Linked DNA regions of Mus musculus: region 2 is linked to region 1. Evidence: chromatin contacts called from public Hi-C data. All regions are on one chromosome and are shown on one strand. The core of a region is the stretch at or near the end of the contact, and the rest is flanking DNA. Distances in the headings are between cores, read along the strand shown. Region 1 overlaps Abr (active BCR-related gene). Region 2 overlaps Abr (active BCR-related gene).

What was found. Hi-C and Micro-C count contacts between places; a contact is called where the count stands out from the background.
Region 2: a contact with region 1 is called in a Hi-C map of pancreatic cancer cells. The contact joins two enhancer-like sites. A contact is called at or near these places in 1 of 484 Hi-C or Micro-C datasets (pancreatic cancer cells) and 1 of 9 other capture datasets (liver).

Annotation. Positions count from the first base shown.
Region 1 is chr11:76,417,963-76,424,655 of GRCm38.p6, reverse strand. It overlaps Abr (active BCR-related gene), which reads left to right. Exons shown (of 23, transcript NM_198895.2): 19 at 483-622; 20 at 1,474-1,608; 21 at 2,398-2,503; 22 at 4,774-4,921; 23 at 5,463-6,693. The coding sequence ends at 5,552. Among named protein-coding and RNA genes, the nearest start is that of Timm22, 14 kb to the right of the region's middle. Within about 2 kb of position 2,300, at least 14 of the 459 cell types and tissues checked have an H3K27ac peak or open chromatin away from gene starts, as enhancers often do. A contact at or near this core is called in pancreatic cancer cells, where this site is marked.
Region 2 is chr11:76,527,103-76,533,795 of GRCm38.p6, reverse strand. The region is part of intron 1 of Abr (active BCR-related gene); the gene reads left to right. Among named protein-coding and RNA genes, the nearest start is that of Abr, 41 kb to the left of the region's middle. Within about 2 kb of position 3,920, at least 99 of the 459 cell types and tissues checked have an H3K27ac peak or open chromatin away from gene starts, as enhancers often do. A contact at or near this core is called in pancreatic cancer cells, where this site is marked.

The DNA.
Region 1 (6,693 bases), core at 1,051-3,550:
GACCCATGTTTGGGCTTGGCAGCAGTAAACTGGAGTCAGAGAGTGGCCAGCTGGGAAAGGCCCACACCCTTTTAGGTCACCCTGCCCCTTTGAGCGCTTTGTTCCCAGGTCCTGACCTACCCTGGTCGTGCTGCTTAGCCTCCGTGTGAGCATTTTTTTGTTTGTTTGTTGTGAGCATTTTTATTTATTGCATTGCCAGGGCTTGGACCTGGGGTCTCTGAGTTGTTACAGAAGTGCTTTGCCACTGAGCTACCCCCTACTCAAGCACTTCAACCCAATGGGGTGTTCGTTCTCCCACCTTTGCTGTACCTCAGCAAGCAGGCTCTAAGGAACGGGATAGCCTCTTCCCCGGGCCTTCCTTGCCTTGACTCCTGACCCCAAGGGGCTAAAGCTGACCAAGATTGAGATATGCTGTGGAGGAGCTAGAGGGCGCAGCCAGTGTGAGAAGCTCCCTCCATCTCCTCTGCACCCGTGTCCTGCAGGCGGGAGCGCTCCAAGGTGCCCTACATCGTCCGGCAATGCATAGAAGAGGTGGAGAAGAGGGGCATTGAGGAGGTTGGCATCTACAGGATATCAGGGGTGGCCACGGACATCCAGGCCCTGAAGGCTGTCTTTGATGCCAGTGAGTAGAGAGGCCCAGCGGGTATGGGTGGTACCTGAGCAGCTGGTGGAGAGGGAGAAGCCTTGGCCAGTGCCCTGTAATTTGTTGTGGCACGAAGGAGGCTGTTTCTGAGTCCCCTGACAAGTTACATGTCCTGGGTCTTGTCACTTAGGTCTCCCTCATGTTTCTTAACCACTGCTACAATGAGGATGGCATTCAGAGAGGTCAGGTCACTCGTTCTGGGTTACCCAACTTGCACGTTTCTGTTCCTGAACTTAAATTGAGACCTTTTGACTCCATAGTATACATTGCTGGCTCAGACTTCTTCCTCCCTGCTGTCTTCGGGCCCTGTTACCATGTGGCAGGTCTCTTCTGTGGCGGGTCCTGGCCCTCAGTTTCCCCTCTTCTATCAGGCTGGGTCGGGCTAAGGCACTGGTATTATATCCAGCGTTCAGGATGCTTGAGCTAGGCAGGCAGCCATGATGAGTCCACGTAGGGTGAGGGTAGGCTAGGGGCTGGGAACATGATGATATATGGCTCCCTAGACCACGTAATTAGGTGTGTGCTATGTGGGGTGGGTATCACTCTGGTACTCTGAGCAACTCATTATGTCCCTCCTTTCTTCTGAGAAGTCACAGCAGATAGACTCTAACCTGTCCCTTGATGCCCTTGCCCACAGATAGCATCTGCATTGACATATGGTAGAGCTTGTGGGCACCATGTATACCCTACCTTCCTAAGGGGAGGCAGTAAAGGAGTGCAGTGCGTAGAGGTTCGAGGGACAGATATGAGGGACGGAAACAGTACTTAGGGCTGCCCCTGAGATGTCTCGGAGGTGAGTGTAGCCTCTGACCTTGCCCCCTCCTGTACAGATAACAAGGACATCCTACTGATGCTGAGCGACATGGACATCAACGCCATCGCTGGGACCCTCAAGCTATACTTTCGGGAGCTGCCTGAGCCCCTCCTTACAGATAGACTTTATCCAGCCTTCATGGAGGGCATTGGTGAGGCTTCTGCAGTCTTGAGGGTTGGTTGGGCTGAGTCTCCTAGACTGGTAACATGAAAAGCAGGAGGAAATGCCCCAGGCATTCCTGCCAGTGGCTTGTCCAGAGCAGTCTTGTTCTTGTGACTGAAGGACCTGAGAATGAAGTGCAGCCTGCTGAGGCTGGGCCCTTTTACCTGTCCCGCTGTCCATGTGTCCCTTTTGTGACTCCCCCTTACACACTGATCCTGGAGACACAGGCATTTATGGAAGAAGGCCCTGAGCTGGCAGGGCCTAGAGCTAGGGAAGAAGCTGGTTAAAGCTGTAGTTTACTGGGGACAGCTGTTCTGAGCCCCACGGAGTGGCTCTCCTCATTGCCTAGGTACTTGCCAGTGGAGCTCCTGTGACCACCTACAAGGGCCACTTCCAGGCCTGGCACAGTGCTCCCTTCTTCTCCTGAGGCAGATAAGACTTGAGACCCTGTAGAGAATGTGAAGCCTAGGGGAGGCTGTTCAGTATAGGCCAGCTTCAGAGCTGTTTGACAGAGAACATCCCCACCCCTAGTAATAACTTGTGACTAGTGGATTAAACTAGCATGGAGTTTGGGTTGGGTGAACCGGGGTAATGGTCAGTGAGAAGGGAAGGGAGAGGCTGCTCCCTCAGCCTACCTTCTAGCCACGTTATGAGTCATGGTTGGGCATCCTAGGGAAACCCACTGTTGACAGGCCACACACAGGTCAGGCCTTCTCTCTGTGGTCCAGGCTTCTGGCCTTCCAGGCAGGCCCTGCCCTAGCCCTTTCTCCTCCTGCAGCCCTGTCAGACCCTGCTGCCAAGGAGAACTGCATGATGCACCTACTCCGCTCCCTGCCTGACCCCAACCTCATCACCTTCCTTTTCCTGCTGGAACACTTGAAAAGGTAAGGAGGAGAGGCAGGGCCCAGCCCAGAGCAGCTTCCTGTCCTGTCCCACCAGACCGATCGTCTCAGCTCCACCTCCTGGGTCCTGGCCTGTGCTAGGCCACCCGCAGCAGGCTGAGCGCTTGTTTCTCCCTGTCCTGAGCTCACAATTGGTTGTTGGGAAACTGGCTCCTAATTGCAGTATAAAATAATTGGCCATGGTACCATAGCACATGCCTGTGGTCAAGATGCTGAAGCAGGGGGATTGCTTGAACAATCAAGAACTAGCTTGGGAAACATAAGGAGACTCTCGTAGAATGGTGGGGTGAACCAAAGGGCCTCAGGTGGGTTTAATCTGTGGGCCCCAAAAGCAGCCATTTATTTAGTTAGTACAACTTTTTGTTCTGTTTACATTTATTTATTGTGTGCATGCGTGTATGCATGTGTGGTTCGCATGTGGAGATTGTAGAAGTCGACTCTATTATGTAGCTTCTGAGGGCTGGACTCAGGGTGTCAGAATTGGCAGTAAGGGCCTTTAGCCACTGAGCCGTCCTGCTAGCCCAGTGCAGCATTTTTTAAGTGAAATAGAAAGGGTAGCAGAAGGGTGAGCTCCAGGCAAAAAGATTGCTTTATTCCATTACCTGTCCATGTGTCCTGGGTTGTTACATCATCTGATGTGTTCATTATGAGTCAGTTAAGAATTTGAAGCCTACTGGTCTTGGCCCATACATTATGAAACAGGGAAACTGAGACCCTAAGCCCAGCAGGGACTTGCTTGGCTTAGCTGTAAAATTGTACTTAATGCCCACAAGTCCTAAACTAAGGCCCTTCTCACCTTCCCTTGCCCCTCCTATGGTCAGGGCAAACCAGAGCTGTTAAGCTGACATCACTATTTAGTACTGAACTTAGTACCAGCCTGTCCTCATCACTTACTTTTTAGCCCAGGACTAATTACAGACACCAGTTGGAAGGAGGTCACTTGGTATTCCTTAAATCCACTTGCTACCATGGGCCAGCGCCTCTGAGCTCATCCCCTCATCTGGGTGCTGGCTGTGGTTCAGGCAGGCCAGGCTCTGGAGGGCGCCAGTGGGGACCTAGTCACAGCTGGCGCTGGAGTCTTGTTTTTCTCATCTTGAGACAATGTCCCTCCCTCTGGTTTGGCCAGGACCAAAGTCCCAACCAACTAGTTTGGTGAACATTGTGAGAGGACATGCTGAGGAGGAATGGGAAGGGAAAAAATGCATTAGGTTTTCCATCCTGGGAACTGGGCCCGTGTGTGTGTGTGTGTGTGTGTGTGTGTGTGTGTGTGTGTGTGTGTGTGTGTACACGAGGTAGAGGCTAGCCAGCTGCACAGCTGTCTGCTGGCACTACATTTGCCTGTTTCCAAAGTAGTCAGCAGGCACATTTGTGACTCTCCTGGTGGGAGAATAGGATGAGAGGCCCTATCCAGGGTTTGTGTGTATGGAGACTCCAGAAACATTTCCTAGTATGGAGTCGGGGGAGGTCCAAAATTTCTTGGTGTGTTTGGTGATACTGAGCCTTCCTCGACAGTAGCCAGAGATGGTAGTTCCCACTTTCACTCAGGGGACAGATCAACCTAGTCTATTACATAATAGAAGGGGAGATCTGGAAAGAGTCAGAGCAGGCCCATGAGCAGGCTCTTCAGAGACAATGGGGAATTCAGCCTCCAGACTTGCCTGTGGTGTAGACTGTTCCTGCTACAACACAGCCTGGATAACTGTAGGCTCAGCTAGCAGCTGCCTCTGGGCAGCAGGTCCTCTCTGCTCTGCCCTCTCCACTGCTGACTTCCCATAAGTGTACTACTGTTGGGCTCTGGAGTGGCTCCTGGGGAGACTACTCATCGCTCAGAAACCAGCTCTAGCACCTATTAGCTGTGTGACTGTAGGGACATCACTAAACCTCTTATTTGGTTCCCTCACCTCTGTAGAGGGGATGACGACAACATACAGGATTACAGGAAGAGTCCTTAGAGCTGTCTCCATCTTATCTAAGTCAAGAGGGATGCCATTGGGTAGTGGTTAGTCCTTAGGCTTGGCAATTTTCCATCAGCATGGCACATAGCTTAGGAGCTAGTAGGGGTATGTTACAGCAGTTTACTAGGACGTAGCTGGGACCTCAGTCCCTTCGCCTAATGTCTTTCCCACCTATTGGAAGGGAGGTTAGGTGTCTGCCGCTTTGGTGTCTTTGAGGGAGCTTCTACAAGTACCTTTAGCTTCTTGGGGCTCCTGTGGCCGCTGAGGAGTGACTCTGTTCGCCTTCCTTTCTCTCAGGGTTGCTGAGAAGGAGCCCATCAACAAGATGTCACTTCACAACCTTGCCACGGTGTTTGGCCCCACGTTACTGAGACCATCAGAAGTGGAGAGCAAAGCACATCTCACATCAGCTGCAGACATCTGGTCCCATGATGTCATGGCCCAGGTACTACCAGCACTGTGTAGGAGGCCCCACCTCCCCTGCTAGGCAGCTGAATTAATGGTATATAGGGTGCCCAAGCACTTGGCTGCAGAGCACCCTTCCTGCTCAAGGCAAGACAACAATGTATGAGTCTACACATGGTTGAAGAATGTCTGTCCCAGGTGCTAGCTGCTTTCCTGAGGGCTTCAGTCTCAGAAGAGGGACAGAAGACTGAGAGCTGGGGATTGACCTCGTGAATGAAAGCCCCAGGGTTGCTTTCAGGGTCAAGAGGCTCATCTTCAGCACCCATCTCAGGCCCATGCTGAAAGCTTTTGACTTAGACAAGGAAGTGGCTCCCTGACCCTTGACCCTGCAGCACCCTCCAGTGCTGTAAATGAGCAAAGCGATCTGGGCTTCAGGGAAAGGGGAAGAAGCAGGAGTGAGTCTGGGGAGTGACGTGGGTTAACTCTTGGCTGTGGCCTGGCAATCATTCCTTTTCAGCATAGCAGGGGAGGAGGGTCTGGAAGGCGAGGACCCCAACTTCAGTCTCCCTGTCTCCTCACAGGTCCAGGTCCTCCTCTACTACCTGCAGCATCCCCCCATTTCCTTCGCAGAACTGAAGCGGAACACACTGTACTTCTCCACAGACGTGTAGCCTGGGGTGGGCAGCTGTGGGGGCGGCCAGGGGCCAGCCCTCCAGCCGGGCCCCGACATAGACTTGAAAGACTGCAACAGAAACTCCCCAGCCTAGCACTCCAGAGTCCAAGGGAAGCCACCTTCCAAGAACTGGAACATGTGCATCTTTTGTGCCACCTTGTACAAAGCCAGCTGACCAGCCCCCGCCTCCTCACCACACCCCAGCTCCTATCTTCTGTACCCGAGTGTGTCTGATGCTCCGTGCTGTCCAGGAATTGTTTTATGTATTATTGTCATTGCAGAAAAGGTAGTGGCCGAGCTGGTATGGGCACAGACAGATTGCTTTGTTCTTTCATTTCTCCCAGCACTCACTTTCTGCCTGAGTCCGGTCCAAGGACTTTTACTTTGCGCTTCGTAACTACTGCCAGCTTCTCCTCTCCTGGCCCTGCTCCCAGATTGCAGCCTCCCTGCAGTGTCTGCCCTTGCCACCTCCCAGCCTGCTGCATGCATGTGCAGCATGGGCTTTTGCTCCATCACCGCAAAGTTCTGCAGGGGCCCTGGGCAGTGCTGGCCTGTCTGACGTGCTGCCCTTGGCCTCCTTGCTCTCCACGTGTGGAAGCGCATCTGCTTTCCTTGCTGTCTGTGCAAATGCTGAACAAGGAGACAGACACACACTAATCCTCAGCACAGAGCTGGAAAGCTCATTTCTGGAATGTTCTATTTGAGAATTGCCATTTCTGGGGTTTGTCTGTTCTATCTCCTGCCTACCAGTCGGTATCTTCAGCTGTTTCTTCTATTGCTGGATTTTCTGTTCCTTTTCCCCAGTGTTCTGTTTTCTTTGAGTGTAATGACCCACAAGTGTCCTGCCATTAAGAGAGGTCAGGATTGCACCTGAAGGGTATGGTGGGCACCCAGGCTGTGAAGGAACAAGATGAGTGGAGCGGCCAGCAGTGGCAAGTCAAGGGAAGCCAGTCTTCAGTGTAAGGACCCGCAGTGGCTATCCTAGTGTACATTCTCCTGGAGAGCAGCTTCTGTGGCTGAATCAGGTGTCCAGGTGAAGACAGGCCCTGTCCTGGAACCTGGAATCACACATACCTCGTGGTACTTTTGCCTTAGATTTTACACTCTCAACAGCCAAGCACTGCCACGGGGCAGCCACA
Region 2 (6,693 bases), core at 2,671-5,170, 110 kb before region 1:
TCATCTAAGTATTTCATAGCTGCAGCTTTTACCTTTAATTCATGCACTTACGGGTATGACTGTTTTTGTTTGTTTTTTTGCGTGTATGTCTGTGTACCACACACGTGCCTAGAGGCCAGAAGAGGGCATCAGCTCCCCAGAACTGGAGTTGCAGATGGTGTGAGTTACTCTGTGGGTGCTGGGAATCACACTGAAGTCCTCTGGAAGGGTAACCGGTGTCTTAACTGCTGAGCCATCTCCCAGCCTTCTTCAGTTCAGCCTTTTCCCTCCCCCCCCCCAGGTTTTCAAAACAGGGTTTCTTTGTGTAGACTTGGTTGCCCTGGAACTTGCTCTGGAGACCATACTAGCCTCAAACTCACAGAGATCCCCCTGCCTCTGCCTCCTGAGTTAATTCATCTTTAATTTTAAGTGCTTTTGTTTTGATTTGTAGAGACAGGTTCTTACTATGTGGTGTAGGCTAGCCTCAAATTCCTGCCTGAGCCCACTCAGTGGTAGGATCACAGATTTGAGCCACTATACCTAACTCAGTTAATAGTGTTGTTTTGTTTTCCCAGGGTCTTACTGTGTATCCATGGCTGGTCTGGAATTCACTGTGTAGATTGGGCTGGCCTTAAATTAACAGATAGCTGTTTGCCTCTACTTCTCCTGAGAGCTAGGGTTAATGGCATGTACTGTCATGCACAGTCAAGCAAGAGCTTTTGGTATGCCTTACCAATGAGCCACCTCTCCAGCTTCGAATTAAATTTTAAAAATTATTATCAGTGTGTGTGTGTGTGTGTGTGTTCGCATGCTTGGGCACACGTATGCTATGCTTTGTTTGGAGATCAGAGGACAACTTTAGGGTTCTCTCCTTCTGATTTTACAGGGGCCCCAGGTCTTGAACTTGTGTTACCAGGCTTGTATGGCAAGTTCTTTTATTGCCTAAGCCACCTGAGTTAACTTCCTAAATGAGTTCCATTTCACTGTTTTATGTTTGGTAATCCCGTTGTGCTGGTGCCATTTGTTGAAAAGTCTGTTCTTTCCCTATAGAGTAGCATTGGCATCCTTGTCAGGATTCAAATGATGGGAGGCAGTGCTTTCCCCAAATGTACGATGTCCTGGGCTTAATCCCTGTACCAGAAAACAATACAAAAAATCAGTTGGCTACCTGTAGTGCCCCTTTGGGAGACTAAGGCAGAGCAGGTTAGATTTGAGCCCATTTAGGCTACAGAAAGAGACTGAAAAGCAAAAGCAAAAAAAAAAAAAAAAAGTCCTTGATCATAGCTATATAGGATTATTTCCGGACTCTTCAGCTCTGCCCTGAAGATGTTTATTGGAAGCCGCTGCCAGCAGTTTTCCACTTCTCTGTAGTCTTGGAAGCTCCCGCAGGACACAGGACGAGTTACTGGGCATCCCATGGTGAACGCTTTTCCCAAGAGGCTCTCCCAGCTAATCATTTCCCGTATCTGTCAGGGTGGCCAGGGAGGTGGCAGTGAGGTGCCCCAGTGCAGGCCTCTGCCAGGGTGCAGGTCCCAGAGCAGGGCCTGTTGGTGTGAATCTCAGCTACTGATTGGGTGGGTGCCCTGAGTGCCCTGGGTAGGAGAGCTCCAAGGACCAGGTGGGAAAGAGAGCCAGCCAGCTGGAGGGAGGCGTTCCTGGCACTACAGGCATTTGCACTGACGGTGGCCTGCACGGGAGGGCGAATCCTGCATCCATGGGTAGGCACTCGGAGGCTGGGGGGACTCTAGCCTTGCCAGCTCTCCTGAAAACATGGGCTCTTTGCCTGTGGCCTTTGGGGGTGGTGAGGACTGGGTGAGTTGACCCTTTACGTTTCCTAGTTCTTCTTTCCTGAAGTTGGTGGCATTGGTGAGCCAATGGGTTGGGTTGGGTGGGTCTTGGCAGGTATATCCTAAATGTAGAGCGAGTAGAACTCCCAGGGAAGCTGGGAGACCCTCAGAGTGGGGCTGAAAGTTTGGAGGCATTATGGGAACATGTCAGCTTGCAAGAGAGGGCTGAGATTATGGGGACCATGCAGCTGATACAGAGTGTATGAAGCTATGTGTGTCCCTTTCTGATTTGTTTGTTTGTTTGTTTGTTTTTTGTTGGTTTGTTTTGCTGTCTTGGAGACAGAACACAGGACTGGGTACATGCTTAACAAATGCTCTACTCCAGAGCCACACCCCCAACCCTGCACCTGTTGACTTCTGAAGAGTTGGGCTGCCCGTGAGTTCAGAGGAGGGGTGGGCTGCAGGGTGCAGAGTCAGCGGATGAGAAAGGAGTCTTAGGAGAGTAGAGTGTACTTTGGCACAGTGTGACTTCCCTGATCTTCCACAGGTGGCATCCATTGCAGTGACACTGTTCGTTAGGGATGTGGGAAGAGAAGCCTTTGCTCACTTCATGGTCTTGGTCCTTTGGATTCAGCTCTTGAACGAATGGGGGAGCAGAGTGTCTGTCAGCTGCACCCCTCTCTCCTCCTTCCTCATTTGTTCTTACCCCCCCCCCAGCCCCCCGCCCACCCCTGAGTGAGAACAGAGCTGTGTGAGTGAGTCTGAGCCGCTCACTGGCTGAGAATTGCATCAGCCTGGCCTGGCAGGCTGGAGCTGGAGCCTGTTGCTATGGTGACTACCAGGCTACAAAACAGAGAGAAGGATGAAGTAGTGGAGGGTGTGTTTTTCTTCACCTTGTGGTGTTGCAGTGTGATAGGCACCCAGTTCTGGTGGGTCTACATTCCCATCACTCCGTGGAGGTGTCATCTGCTTCAGCAGGCAGGATGGGGCTGAGCCAGAAGCTGGTGGGCATCAGGTGTGTTTAACTAAAGGACACAAGTGGCCCCTGCATTGGCTCCTCTGCCTAGTTCTGGGGTTGGGGTGAAACTGGAATTTGACTAAGTGAGCTAGAATTCGGAGACAGAGAAAGGTCAGGGTATCCTCTCATCTCCCAGAGCTCCAAATCTGAGATGATAAACCTGCTTGGGCTGCCTTCTGCAGGTTTTCCTCCCTCCCCCCTAACAGAACACATCATCTGGCTGAATATAACAGACCTGGGCAGGCAGTCAGATCTGTCTCTCATCTTTGTCATCAGTGGGAAAGGAGACGAAATTCTGTTCTAACACACTGAGCACCCGTCAGGTGTCAGCATCACAGTAGAGCCGCCTCAGTTTTCTGACTTAGCCTATGCTCTGATCTGGCAAGAAAATGCTGCCCCTACATAGCAAAGCGGCAAAGAGCGTAAGGAAGAGCTTATTAACACCTTGCCCAGAGGGCGACATCACAGCTCTGCTTCTCTGTCTTGTGCTTTTCTGGATTCCAGAGACCTCTCCAAGTCACAAACCCTTAAAATGGCCAGGGAAGAAACAGTCATCCCTAAGTAGAACGTCTCAGCAGTGTCTCTGCGGGAAATATTCTCAGGTCTGTCTGGGGTGTGACACACGCAGCTGCTGTGATCTCCGGACAGGAGTGATGATCTTGTGGCCTGCCGCCATGGTGCAGCCCGGAGGCAGAGGAGACCCTGTCAGGGTGGAACATTAACATATGCTTGGCACATCCGCAGACCCTCAGGTCCCTTTGCAGATAAGGACCAGTTGTCCGATAAATTCTCAGAAGTGATTAGGGGTGAGTAAAATGTCTGGATCTGAGGGTCTGGGCCTGTTGAGAGCTCAGAAATCGGGTCTACCTAAGGGAGCTTTTCAGTCATAGCTGAAATTCACTCAGAATGTGCTGACTCATCTCTCCTCACCAAAACCCTTTGCATTTGGCTGCTATTATTATCCCATTTTGAAGGCAAAATAGAGGCACAGAAAGGTTACGGTGACTTGCCAAGGTCACACAGCTGATAGGAGGTGGAGGCTGGGATTCAAGCCAGGCAGTCTAGTTCCAGAGCTTGAGTTCTTCTTACCAAATGTTCTGCTGACTCTTCCCTTCCAGAAGGATGACTGTGAGTCAGCTCATGTGACCTCCCCCAACCCAGGAGAGGCAGAGGGAAGGAGTGAGCACACGTTAACCTACCAGTTCTGGAGGGACAGCTGGGGACAGTGCTGTGAGCTGTGCGTGTTGGTGGCTGTACTTTGTGCTTTTGCAGGAGTGTGGGGTTAGGGAAGCTACTGTCTGTGCACTTCCCACCCCTCCTCTTTTCCCTCCTTGAGTGGTTGTTTCCTGGTGGGGGTGGGCTTGCATGGACCACATGCCTATGCAGCTTGCCTAAGTCTGTGGAAGGGCCCTGGGCTCTCAGGAAGGAGTCCAGATCTGGGGCTGAGGATGAGTGGCAGCCACAGAGGGAGCGGGCTGTCAGATCGGGGAGCACAGCTACCATGTGTGAGGTCTGTCCTGTTGTGCCTCTGTTATAGTTGGCAGTGTATGCGCTACCCACACAGCATGTAGCTGGCCTTCTTAGGCTCTTTCCCAAGGCCAAGACAGTAAGAAATCAGAACAATAACTTCAGTGCTGATAATAACAGCCAGCACCATCACTTGTTTACATGCCAGGTTTTACCTAAACTCACTCTCTTGGCGGCCACAAGAGCTCTATGAGAGCCTGCGTGCTGCTCTTCCCTTATTTTATAAACACAGAGGTTAAGCAGTTTGCCCAAGTCACACAGCTAATGATGAATTCAGGAAGCCTGGGAGTCTGGGCACTGTAGGCCTCCTCTGGCCTTCCATTCAGAATCCCACCTTCACTTTTTTTTTTTCTCCTGAGAGACTGGGATGTATCATTTACCTGCCCATCTGTCCCGAGTGTGAAATGTGATTTTCATTATCAGCCAGGCCGAAGTTTGTGTGCAAACAGTGTCTGCCATTGTCTTCATATCCAGGCACGGAGGGGACAGTTCTAGCTCTATTTGGAACAGAGCTAGCTGACCCTGTAACCCAACTGATCTCCCTAGAGCAAGGCAGGCCCACTAGCCTGGAGGCCTGGTGTCCATTGTCTCTTGGCCTCTCGTATCCAGCCTGTTCTCTGCAGCTATCCTTGCTGTGGCAGCCAAGCAGAGACATCTGACTCCTCATGTCTGGCCTTGTGGTTGGTTCCTGATGGAGGCTGCTATTCTCTGGTGATGAGGCTGGGATATCTTACTGCCAGGTGAAAGGATAAGCCTCTCCAGGCTGAGTGGGGACTTAGGTGCTTATAATAGAGGTGAGGCTTGGGGCTGGAGAGATGGCTCAGTGGTTAAGAGCACTGACTGCTCTTCCAGAGGTCCTGAGTTCAATTCCCAGCAACCACATGGTGGCTCACAACCATCTGTAATGAGATCTGATGCCCTCTTCTGGTGTGCGTCTGAAGACAGCTACACTGTACTCATATAAATAAATAAATAAATTAGAGAGAGCGAGAAAGAGAGCGAGAGAGAGGGAGGTAAGGCTCCTCACCAGGGCAACTGATGTCATGGGGAAGTCCTCTTCCTTGCCATGACCCCTGGACCGTTCACCATCCTCCCAGAGACACTGCCCACTGACATCATTCTGTGGAGATAGACTGAGCTCTGGAGTGGGAGCCTAGGTGCTGCCTGATGGGAGAGGAAACACTGGAATTAGACCCCACAAATGCCTGGTAGCTCTGCTTAGAACTGAGCCAGGATGTCTTGTGCCAGGATGTTGATCACAAAGCAGGATGCAGTCAGCTAATCAAACCTACCTTTGCAACTGGAGAGGGACACCAGGGTCTGTATCAGCCACCTTGCTCTGGTACCTCTTTTTTTTTTTTTTTTTAAGATTTTTAGAATTTTGTCTGTATGTTAAGTGCAATGTGTGCATGCAGTGCCTGTAAAGGCCAAACGAAGGCATCGCATAGCCCCTGGAACTGGAGTTATAGATGGTTATGAGCCCTGATGTGGGTACTAGACTCAAACTTGGGTCCTTTGAAAGAGCCGCAACTGTTATTAAGCACAAAGCTGACTATTCCCTTGCAAGGGTTCTTATCCCTGGTATTGATCCCTCTCCATTTTCTTTTGTAAAATAAATATGTTTTATTCAGGCATGGTAGTACACACCTTTAATCCCATCACTTGAGAGGCAAGAGGAACTCTGTAAGTTCCAAGCTAGCCAGAGTTATAATAGTGAGACCATGTCTTTGAAATAAAAAAGTATTTTACTTTTTCGGTAGTATGATATACATGTATATGCCCTTTAAATTTGCCGTTATTTTAAGTGCACAGTTCTGTGGGCTTAAATACATTCATGATTGTATGACCACCGTGTGTGACTGTCCCAGGCTCTTCTCATTCTGCAGTGATATTGCCCCACTCGTCAGCAACACCCACTCCCTCTCCCAGCCCCAGCAACTCCTGTTTATACTTTCATTTCTACAATGGGGTACCACACTTATTTATTTTTGTGACCAGCTTATTTCATATAGCATAATATCCTCAGGGTTCATTAGGACTATACCATGGGCTTGAATTTCTTTGCATCTTGATGTGGAAGATACTCCATTGCTTATAGGTGCCACGTTTGTTTATCCCTTCACTCCTGGGGACCTTGTGTTGCTCCCACCTTTTGGGTCTTGTAATAATGTTCTTGTGGACTCCCTTCATATGGGCTATCCTTGGATTTTACTTGGTGCTGGGGCTGTGGACCTGGCCTTGGGGGTAATGGTAGAGAGCAGGAGAGTCATAGCCACGTGGAGGGCCTGGCCTGTGCAGCTGAGGCATGAGAATCAGAGAGTTCAAGGCCAGCCAGGGCTACATAGCTTCTGGGTAGCCTGATCTATGTAAATCCCATCGCAA